Linked DNA regions of Sus scrofa: region 2 is linked to region 1. The links are chromatin contacts, called in public Hi-C maps. All regions are on one chromosome and are shown on one strand. The core of a region is the stretch at or near the end of the contact, and the rest is flanking DNA. Distances in the headings are between cores, read along the strand shown. Region 1 holds the start of IDH2 (isocitrate dehydrogenase (NADP(+)) 2, mitochondrial). Region 2 holds the start of NGRN (neugrin).

Evidence for each region. Hi-C and Micro-C count contacts between places; a contact is called where the count stands out from the background.
Region 2: a Hi-C map of liver shows a contact between it and region 1, with 4 times the contacts expected there. The contact joins the promoter of NGRN here to the promoter of IDH2 in region 1. A contact is called at or near these places in 1 of 5 promoter capture datasets (liver), 2 of 47 Hi-C or Micro-C datasets (both in liver) and 1 of 2 datasets of contacts at active chromatin or transcription factors (alveolar macrophages).

Annotation. Positions count from the first base shown.
Region 1 is chr7:55,673,434-55,678,808 of Sscrofa11.1, forward strand. It overlaps IDH2 (isocitrate dehydrogenase (NADP(+)) 2, mitochondrial), which reads right to left and starts at 2,138. Exons shown (of 11, transcript NM_001164007.1): 1 at 1,873-2,138. The coding sequence starts at 1,987.
Region 2 is chr7:55,821,413-55,826,787 of Sscrofa11.1, forward strand. NGRN (neugrin) reads left to right here and starts at 3,213. Exons shown (of 4, transcript XM_021098987.1): 1 at 3,213-3,419; 2 at 3,709-5,375.

The DNA.
Region 1 (5,375 bases), core at 888-3,387:
TGAACAATTAAATAATTTCCTCTGGAATCTAAGAGTGCAGACAAGTCACCAAGATCTAAACAGTTAAGGGACAGGATGAGAAAATTAAGAAGTTTCCAGGCTAGGAGTTGAGCAAAGGAAAGCTAGGTAAGTAATTCTTCCACTGAGCAGCTGGAACAAGTCAACCACACCTCCCCAGACTGACTTATCAGAACCACCAACAGCAGTTGCTGGAGGCCTAGGAGTTGCAAAACATGGTGGGAATGACCCAGTAGCAAAAACATAAGGGTATTTTAGCCAAAGTGTATTCTTTCCTTGTCTTCAAGGGAAATGCCAAGTATTCTGTCTCTAGCACTGTTGCCAAGTAACAAGCTAGCAGAGGTCACAATTGCACAGTTGCACGTACAACTCAAAAACCAAGCAGTTCATTAGTAACCAATCCCACTTAGGGGTGGGAGGCTTCTAGAACCTGCAACTGACTGCTCTTTTATCTGGTACTAAAATTCAGGCCCCCAAAGGGGCTTTGTTTTCTTATTCGTATGGAGGTTTTGGTTTCTTTTTTCACCATCCATGCAGAAAAAAGAATTGGGAAAATGTAGCTAATTTCCACCATATTTTGCTGAAGGTGGTGCCATATGGGAAATTTTGTTTGAGGCCTGGGGACACTTGGAACCTTGGACTTGCCAGGCTGACCCCTTAGAGACAAATCCCATAAGTATAAAAGCAGAAATGCCCCCTTTCTCCTTGAAAGGGGAAGCAGGGGTGCCAGGGCCTGAGCTCTTCTCTCCCCCCTCCCCTCCCCTCCCAGCTCCTGTCAGCTGCTCCCACACTAGGTTAAAGATTACCTACTTCTAGCAGTAAGACCAAACTGCCTGCACACCACTCCCTCTTCCTCACTCCAAGGGGTTGTTGGCCAGGACAGGATAGGGGTTTCCATGACAACGGTCATTAGACCTAAAGGATCCACATTGTTCCCTGTCTTTTGTAGCCAGCGATGGAGAGCCAGGGCGCAGATCGATGCCCACCTGCCAAACCGCGTAGCCCTGCCTTGGTAATGGAAGTTCAGGCTAAGTCCTGCTTATTATGACCTGCTCACTAAGCCTGCCGTCTTCTCTCCAAGCAGAGGACTAAGAGTACCACAGAAGCTGTGACGAAAGATTGGGAAGGTGACATTTTGGCTCGGCCGCCAGGGCTCCCTGTCGGGAGAGCCGGCAGGGCCAACCAGCAGCACAGGCGCCGCAGGAGCTGGCTAGCGAGAAGAGGCAGGTCAAGCCAAGGAGAGGCCCCAGGATGGAGCTTCAAGTGCGTTGAAGGAGAAGGAGGGGCGTCCAAACAAAAGGGGAAAATTAAAAGGACACTCCTCCAGCTGTCACGTAAAAGGCTCCAAAAATAGCAGACGAGGGCCTGACATTGAGGAGGGATTACTAAGTGCCTGGCTGAGAAGGAAGGGAAGTGGATGCCCCTTCTCTCCCCTCCTTTGTCTGAGCAGGGACCGCGCGCGACCCTCCCTCTCGCGGGGAAAGCGGGCCGGGCGCTCCGGCCCCCACTCGGTTGCTTTGTCTCCCTCCAGGGGCGCAGAACCGGCAGGATACCCTCCGAGCCCCGGACACCCCCCAGCACCTCCTACAGGAATTTTTAGGGGCGCGGGATAGCAGGGCTGGTATCGCCCGGGCCACCAGTTGCCCCCTTCGTTCAAGTCCCCACCCCTGCGCCTGGCACGGCCTGGAAGGAGGGGCAGGGAAGCACATCTCCGTCCTCCTGCTCTTTTGTGCCCTGTCCCGCCGTACCCGGCCCGCGAGCTTCCCAGGTGGCGCTCGCTGGTCCCCGCCCGGAAGGCCGCCACGTCGCGGTGCCGGGCGCGCACCCCGCCCGGACCCTCCTCGTGGCACTCACAGTGGCGCCGCGGCTGCTCTTGCAAGTTGGGGGCTGTCAAGGCTGCCGGCGCCCAGGCCGGCCCGGAGCCGGAAGCTCGGCAGAGCGAGCGTACGACTCGCAGGTAACCAGCCATCCCGAGCAGACAGGCGGGCGGGCGGGCGGGCAGGCTGGCTGGCTGGCAGGCGCGCGCGGACGGACGAACAGGGGCGAGCGAGATCCGAGCGCCGGCCGCTGCTCCCGGCTGGCTGGTGGCGGGCTGCCGAGGCCTGCCAGGCGCGGGTCGCGCGGGCCGGGCCGGGCCGGGCCGGGCGGGGCTTCCGGGGCCCACCACCCTATTGGACCTCTTCGGGAAGAGGCGGGGCCATGCCGGGCAGAACTCCTCCTCTGGCCCTGCCTCAGCCCGGACCCCGCCCCCGCGCCTAGCCCGCGCTTCCCTGAGCGACGCGGGAAGCTAGCTCAGCTCGACTGGAAAGAGACGGGTGTAAAACCCACCGGGACCTTCGAGCGGCAGTGGGAGCTGGAGGATTAGGGAAGCCGTTAGGGAGGAAAACACTTCTCTCCAGGATGCCCTATTTAAACCAGGGTGTCACTTGCTGACACATCAGCTTAAACCCAAAAAGGCAAATCGAGCAAGCTCCTGCATCCTTCGCGTGGGCTGGGCTGAAACTCCAAGGCGCATTAAGCAGGGCGCGTTCCGCGTTCCTAAACCAAGGCCTTGGGCACCTCGGGTCTCCTCAGATTCGCTCTCAGATTCTCCTGTCCCCTCCACGTGTTATGTAAACTGACCCTAGTCAAGAATTGAAAAACTACTACTTCTCCCCAAAATGTCAAGCTGGTAGTCCTCAAAGTCATTCAGCATAGCCAGAGCCTGTTTCCTCCCCTCCAAAACGGTAGCTTTAACAGTAACAGGGCTGCCAAGAGGCTTGGGTGAAATAATGGTAAAGGCTTGGGTCACACCCGGTGCTCAAGGACAATCACTGATGCTTATCAGACAGTACTCTGGCAGCCTGGGCTGAATAAACTAAAGCAAACAGTTCCATTTTTGTCTGCTTTCATGCAAAAGACAGTACTGATTGGTTTTGCCATAAACAACCAAAGTCTTTCTCTCTTCACCCATTTTCTTGAAATGAGACATACCAGCTGGACTGGGTTTTATTTAGTAAAACTCTGACCCTAGCCCCTGCCCCCAACACACACACACACTTTGCCAGCCACACCAACTCACTCAAATACTAGCCACCTCTTTCTGTCCTGTGTTCCCAGCTCTCCTCTTCACTGCCTCAGAGTCAACATTGCCAGATGGAGCCAGGCCAGACAAGTGACCCTGAGTTACTGACTTCAAAGCTTCCTTCTCTCTGTCTCAACCAGGCAGAGCTACTGCTTTGCCTGGAGATCTGGTAGACTGGGTCCAAGAGAAGGCTGTTTTGGAGCCCTCCAAAGTCTGAGGCCTCAGTCAAAGGCCTGACCTTGAGCCAGTGTGTCCTAGAATAACCCATTATCCCTTTCATTCTGTTCCCACTTCTCTTGCTCAAAACACAAGTGGAGACCATGGAAGCCTCTGGTATTTGGCTTTCATGCCATCCTGATATTATCAGGTACCAGGGCCTCAGTGTCTACACCTGTAAACTGGGAGAATAACCTCTGAGGATCCTTCTAGCGCAAACAATCAGATTCTGTTATGTATGTCCTATACATACTCCCTATACTGCCACTTCCGAAACAGTCATAAAGAAGTTGCTGTCAGACTTCCCACTGTGGCTCACTTAGCAGGTTAAGGATGCAACATAGTCTCTGAGAAGATGTGGGTTCTGCCCCTGGCCTCGCTCAGCAGGTTAAGGATCTGGAGTTGCCGCAAGCTGAGGCGTAGTTTGCAGATGCAGTTCAGATCCAGTGTTGCTGTGGCTGTGAAGTAGGCCTGCGGCTGCAGCTCTAACTCAACCCCTGGCCTAGGAACATCTATAAGCTGCAGGTGCAGCCGTAAAAAGGACAAAAAAAAAGAAGAAGGAGAGAAATTGCTCTCCACCCCAGGGGCTCATCTGTTCCTCTCTAAGGTGAACCAGGGTGTCAGAAGCCTGGCAAGAGGCAATCCTAAAGCCTCAGTGTGTTCCAGAATCTGGCCCTTACCTGCAGAGAGATCAGAGTGGGAGCGCATGTGTCCTTTGCAAGCACAGCAGGAGACCAGGGCGGGCAAGGCAAAATCTTCAGATAAAACTGCTCTCACTGACTGCCTCCCAGGGCTCCAGCTCCTTGCTAGCCTTCCCCATACACTATATTTTTGGTGAGGCAGTTGGTGTGAGCTTCATTAGCTCAGACAGGTTAAGACACTTGCTCAAAGTCACACAGTTGGGAAGCAGCAGAACTCTCATACCCTGATGCACAGTCCATCGCTCTTTTCAAGAGAAAGAAGAGAAACTAGTGCACTTGTTTGGAATTCTTTTTCCTTTTAGGGCTGCACCCGCAGCATATGAAAGTTCCCAGGCTGGGTGCCGAGTCGGAACTGCAGCTGCTGACCTACACCACAGCCACAGCAATGCAGGATCCTTAACCAACAGAGTGAGGCCAGGGATCAAAACCGCATCCTCATGGATACTGGTTGGATTCATTTCCACTGAGCACAAAGCGAACTCCCTGTTTGGAATTTTTGTTTGTTGTTGTTGTCTTTTGACTTTTGTCTTTTTAGGGCTGCACTTGCAACATATGGAGTTTCCCACACTTGGGGTCGAGTCTGAGCTACAGCTGCTGGCCTACAGCACAGCCACAGCAATGCCAGATCCAAGCCTCATCTGTGACCTAACCACAGCTCACAGTAGTGCTGGATCTTCAACCCACTGAGCAAGGCCAGGGATCGAACCTACATCCTCATGGATTCTAGTCAGGTTTGTTAACCAATGAACCATGAAGGGAGCTCCTGTTTAGAATTCTTCATGGTGGTAACTACGGCCCTGAAAGTCAGTTCAGAGAAAGATGATGTTTAAAGGAAAGGTGGGAGTTCCCGCTGTGGCTCAGCGGTTAACAAATCCGACTAGTATCCATCAAGACGCAGGTTGGATCCCAGTGGGTTAAGGAACTGGTGTTGCCGTTAGCTGTGGTGTAGGCTGCAGACACAGCTTGGATCCTGAGTTGCTGTGATTGTGGTATAGATCAGCAGCTACAGATCTGAATTGACCCCTAGCTTGGGAACCTCCATATGCCACAGGTGCAGCCCTAGAAAAAGACAAACACACACACAAATACCTTGAGACAAACAGCAATAAAAACACAGCCATGAAAAATCTACGGGATGCAAAAGCATTTCTTAAGAGGGAAGTTCATAGCAATATAGGCCTTCTTCAAAAAAGGAAGAAAAACTTCAAATCAACATTCTAACTTATCACCTAAAGAACTACAAATAGAAGAACAAACAAGCTGTGCTCCCTTCGGCAGCACATATACTAAAATTGGAACGATAGAGTAGATTAGCATGGCCCCTGTGCAAGGATGACAGGCAAATTTGTGAAGCGTTCCATATTAAAAAAAAAAAA
Region 2 (5,375 bases), core at 1,963-4,462, 150 kb after region 1:
TCAGGTAGTCTAGGAAGGGAATGGATAATGACAACCCCCCCACCACCACTGCCCCCGACAGGTGAACCACTCTCCAAGCTTCACCACTGACTCACGCCTTGATAGAGAAGTGAAGGATGCACTTCTCTGTGATGCCATGACCCTTGTCAACCTCCGGGGCTGTGACAAAAGAAAGGTGATAGAGGAGGACAAGCGGCGAGTCCAGGAGCGGCTTTTCCAGGGCCATCAACAGCCGCGAGAAGCCAGGTATTCCAGGGGTTTGACAGGTGTTTAGTCGTGTAGCTTATCTTCTTTGTTATTACCTTCCTGATACTAGCTAGAGAAGGCAGCCTGGGGCCGATTAGCTATTAAAAACAATTTTTTGGAATTCTCACTGTGGCTCAGCCGTAATGAACCTGACTAGCATCCGTGAGGATGCAGGTTCGATCCCTGGCCTTGTTCAGTGGGTTGGGGATCCAGCGGTGCCATGAGCTATGGTGTATTCACAGACATGGTTTGGGTCTGGCATTGCAGTGATTGTGGTGTAGGCTGGCAGCTGTAGCTCTGATTTGACCCCTAGCCTGAAAACCTCCATGTGCCACTGGTGAGGCCCTAAAAAGACAAATAAATAAATAAATAATAAAAAATAATCTTTTGCACAGATAACACATCACATATGTAGACTCATCTGTGATATGCGATGTATCATCTATGCAAATTCAAAAGACACACAGTGAATAGTCGCTCCCCTGCCCTCCTCCACTACTCGGTTTTCCTCACTGAGCCAATCAGTGTCCCCTGGGTCATATGTATACTTTCACAAAAATTTAATACACATTTATATGTATTTTATATGTTATTTTTCTCCCTTTATCTATCCAGTCTAACCAGAAAAGAGCATAACTTTCACACTCACTGTATCCTGCTTACCAATGTATTTTAGAGCTATTTCATATTAGCATATAAGGCACTTTCTGTGGTTTGACTAGCTGTTGTTTTGTTTTTAACAGAACTCTTCTAGAAACTATTTCCTAAGAAACCTTATAAGTATGAAACACAGAAAATAGTTTAGTCACTCAATAATAGAGCATTGTTAGAGTTCCCATCATGGCTCAGTGGGAATTAATCCAACCGGTATCCATGAGGATGTGGGTTTGATCCCTGGCCTTGCCCAGTGTGTGTTAAGGATCTGGCATTGCAGTGAGCTGTGGTGTGAATTGCAGACATGCCTTAGATCTGGCATTGCTATGGCTGTGGCGAAGTCCAGTGGCTACAGGTCCAATTGGACACCTAGCCTGGGAACTTCCATATGCCACGAGTGCAGCCCTAAAAAGCAAATAAACAAATAAATAAATAAATAAAGCATTGTTTAAATCAGTATTATTTATCCATGGTTGTTTTAATTGTAAGATGGGTTACAAACATGGTAATTTGTTGCTGATACTAAATTATAATTTGTTAATTATAATAAAAATGAGCTTGAGGAGTTCCCATTGTGGCTCAGCAGGTTAAGAACCCAACATAGTGTCTGTTGTAAGGATACGGGTTCAATCCCTGGCCCCACTCAGTGGGTTAAGGGTCTGGCATTGCTGCAACTGGTGGCATAGGCTGCAGATGCTTCTTGGATCTGGCGTTGCTGTGGCTGAGGCTTAGGCCGGCAGCTGCAGCTCCAATTAGACCCCTAGCCTGGGAACTTCCATATGCTGTAGGTGTGGACATAAAAGGAAAAAAAAAAAAAGCCTGTGTGAATGAAGGTGCATGAAACTGTAAATACCCACAAGACTGGACTGTGCACGTGAATGTCTTTCAATGGGGGAAAAAAAAGGTTGAAAATGACTGGATTTAATGAACAAAAGTACAATCATAGAATCACTAGAATACTAGGCAGCCATTTAAAAATGTTGTATGATCCCATTTGTGTCTAACACGAAGAAAGAATGGAAGGAAGGAATAACAAAAGAACCAGGTAGTGAGTGGCAAAGCCAGGATTCAAACTTAAGTCCTGCCCTGAAGTCCATGCTCATAGCCAATATGCTAATGTCACAGAAAGATTGTAGGTTTTTAATCTTCTTTTTTGCTCTGCTAATTTTCTGTAATTAACATATACTACTCTATAATCAGAAACCTAAAGGATGGTGATAACTTGGAGTTCCAGTTTATAAGTGGATGCCATTGCACTTAAGATAAAAACCAGATTTCTGAAAGCCAAGCCTCTTTTTTTTTTTTTTTTTTTTTTTTTTGCTTTTTAGGGCCACACCCACAGCATATGGAAGTTCCCAGGCTCAGGGTCAATTCAGAGCTGCAGCTGTCAGCCTATGCCACATCCACAGCAACACAGGATCTAGGCTTGTGTCTGCAACCTATACCACAGCTCATGGCAATGCTGGATCCTTAACCCATTGAGCAAGGCCAGGGATTGAACGTGCATTTTCATAGATACTAGTCAGGTTCGTTACTGCTGAGGCACAAGGGGAACTCCTCAAACCTCTTTTCATGGCTACACACAGATGGGATTGGCTACAGCTGGGCAGGAACCAGAAAGGCCTAGAGCAGGAGGTTCTCAAAGCCTTAACCAGCCTTCCTTTCCCTACTGAATACTCTTGTAGTCCTTCCTTGACTCACCCCAAGCGTGGTTTCCCCAGGCGAGAACAGACGGAGTTCTCCCACGCGGCACTGCTCGACCAGGAGCGCTATGAGGATTCCCACCTGGGGGGATACCGGCGGATCTACCCCGGGCCTGACACAGAGAAGTATGCACCCTTCTTCAAGCACAACGGCTCCCTCTTCCAGGAGACTGTGGCTTCCAAGGCCAGGGAGGAATGTGCCAGGTACTTTGCCCTGCCTTCTCCTCTCTCCACTCGAGTGTGGGCAGAACCTGAAGCTGAATTGCTCCTAAGCAGGGTGGAGAAGAAGCCAGATGCTTGAGGAAAGACAAGTGGAGTTATAAAGTCCAGCAGACTTTTTTGCGGGGTGGGGTGGGGGGTTGTGCCTGAGGCACATGGAAGTTCTGGGCCAGGGATCGAACCTGCACCACAGCAGTGACAATACCAAGTCCTTAACCCACAGTGCCACCAGGAAACTCGTTCTATCAGACTCTTAATGACTCAGTTTAGTAGGTTTCCCCATCTCCCCCTTTCTTCCTCTCCTATCAGTCCCCCACGCAGATGAATTTCCTACTCTTTCCCTAACCCCATTTTCCCTCATTCCCTCTCTCCCTAACACCATTTCTTTAGTATCTGAAGCTGCTGTGTCTTGTCAGGCAGCAACTGGAAGAGATCCGCCTTAAGCAGGAACAGCAGGAGACCTCAGGCAATAAGAGACGAAAGGAGAACAAGGACCAGAACCAGGGTGAATCAGCAGGGGAGAAAAGCCAATCCAGGGCCCGGCTCCAGGGCTTTTCCACGCACTTGGCTTTCAGGAAACGGAACCGGGAGAAAGAGGTGTCAGATGTTTTGCAGCTCTTGCTTTTTTGCAGGAAGGCGGGTTGGGACCTCCAGAGAAGGGTATCTCTGCTGTCCTCTCCTCCCTGTGTATGTAACAGAGGGTTCCTAATCAGTACACTGAATCTGACCTTTCAGAACAGGAGTGAGACAGTGGACAGCAAAGGGAACCTTCCACTAAGGTCAGGGAAGGGACGGAGGCAGAGTGGGCCGGAGTCTTGCGGCCATCCTTTTGGATGACTGGGGACTCATCGTTGAAGATCCCACACTCATCTCATGTACTTTGCAGCTGCCACCAGTACACCTGGACACTATGCAGCCGCAAGAAATTGTGGAAGAGGAGGAGCTAGAGCGGATGAAAGCCCTGCTACAGAGGGAAAATCTCATCCGAAGTCTGGGTATTGTACAGCAGCTCACTCGCGTGCTGCACCCCAGCCACCGGGGCCAGAAAAAACTTCACGAGTATCGGGTGAGGGTCCCTGTGCAGCCTCGTACAGAACAAGGGAACAAGGGCTATACCAGCACATGGTGGTGGCCACAGCCAAGGAGGCTAATGTGATGGTACCTGGCAGTGGAGCCTGGGAAAGCAGTGTGTGCTGGGCCTTGGGAGAGGGTCTGTTGGCTCCTTTTGTCTGTTCCCAAGCTCCCTTGTTTCTAAGTAATGACACCTGGCAAAGTGCAGCTCTCAACCGTCTCACTTACAAGAGACTTGTTCTCTATATTCCTGTTTTGCAATAACCCCAAACTCATGACTGACAAACAAGGCCACCACCCTCGGTGCCTTCTGTGTAATCTCTCCCTAGCACTGCCAGTGCGGTGGCTCTAATGGGAGATAAGTAAACAGTCTTAGGCCAACAAAACAGCTGCTGAATTCACTATTCCCTGGGCTGGTAGCAAACCTGTTGGGTTCTCTGTTTTTGTGGAACCCCAAAGGAATAACTGGCCAAGTAGTGGCACGGCCTAGAAGAGATTTTTCAGTTATTTATTTTCTTCCACCACTCCATCCAGCCTCACAAGAAATGTGGTAAGGGGCTGCTCTTCTCCTCTAGCCTAGATGTCACCAGGCCAGGCTGGGCACTCAAGAACTGCAATCTGTGAGTCTGGTCCCATTGGTCCTCCTGAGAAGGGCCACCAAAGAGCAGGGTTCTCATTTCCTGCATCCAGTTCGGCCCCACAGATTGATCTTAGGGCCACTGCCAAGCATGAATGCTGCAATTCCGCATCATTCCTGGTTTCATCTGCAACCCAAGAACTTCAACTGGATGAGAGATCCAGCAGCCATTGGTCCCTGTTCAGTATCAATGACGACATCTGGAAGGCGCTATTTTTCCAGCACCAGAGTCAGGCTCACAAGCCGTAAGTATGCAAAACTAGCTTTGGTCACTCTGACTTGTTGAACTTCCCACTGGCAAATATTGCAGCTGGGATACTCCTGAAATAATGTATGGCACTTCCCGCAGTGTGGGGAATGGGGGAGGTAGTGGACCCATTTATTTACCTCCTCCTGTGTACTAGACCCTGGCTATAGCAATGGCAGAAATACAGTCTCAGCACTCAACAAAACTAACAGGGATATGGACAAGTACACACACCAATTACAATGTGGTAAGGACGCTGGAGGGAACATGGGATGCCATTCCTCTGTACTGGTAACTGGGCAACAGTTGGGAAAGTGGTGAGCAAATCTCTTCTGTGAATACCAGCTCAGGGGGACCCATGTTTCTGCTGCAGAAGGCCAAGCCAGCAGACGGCTGGAAGCCATAAATCGAGCTCTGGTAGGACCAGTGCCACCCTCTTTAACCCCAAGCCAGGGCTATCTTCTGCAATGGGAAAGAGTGGTAAGTAGCTGATGAACTAAATGCACCTTGCCCTCAATGCTAGACTCTGAACACAGAGCAGCCACGGCCCAGGATCTCACCCTCTGCCCTGCCTCTGCATCCCTGCTGCAGCATACCC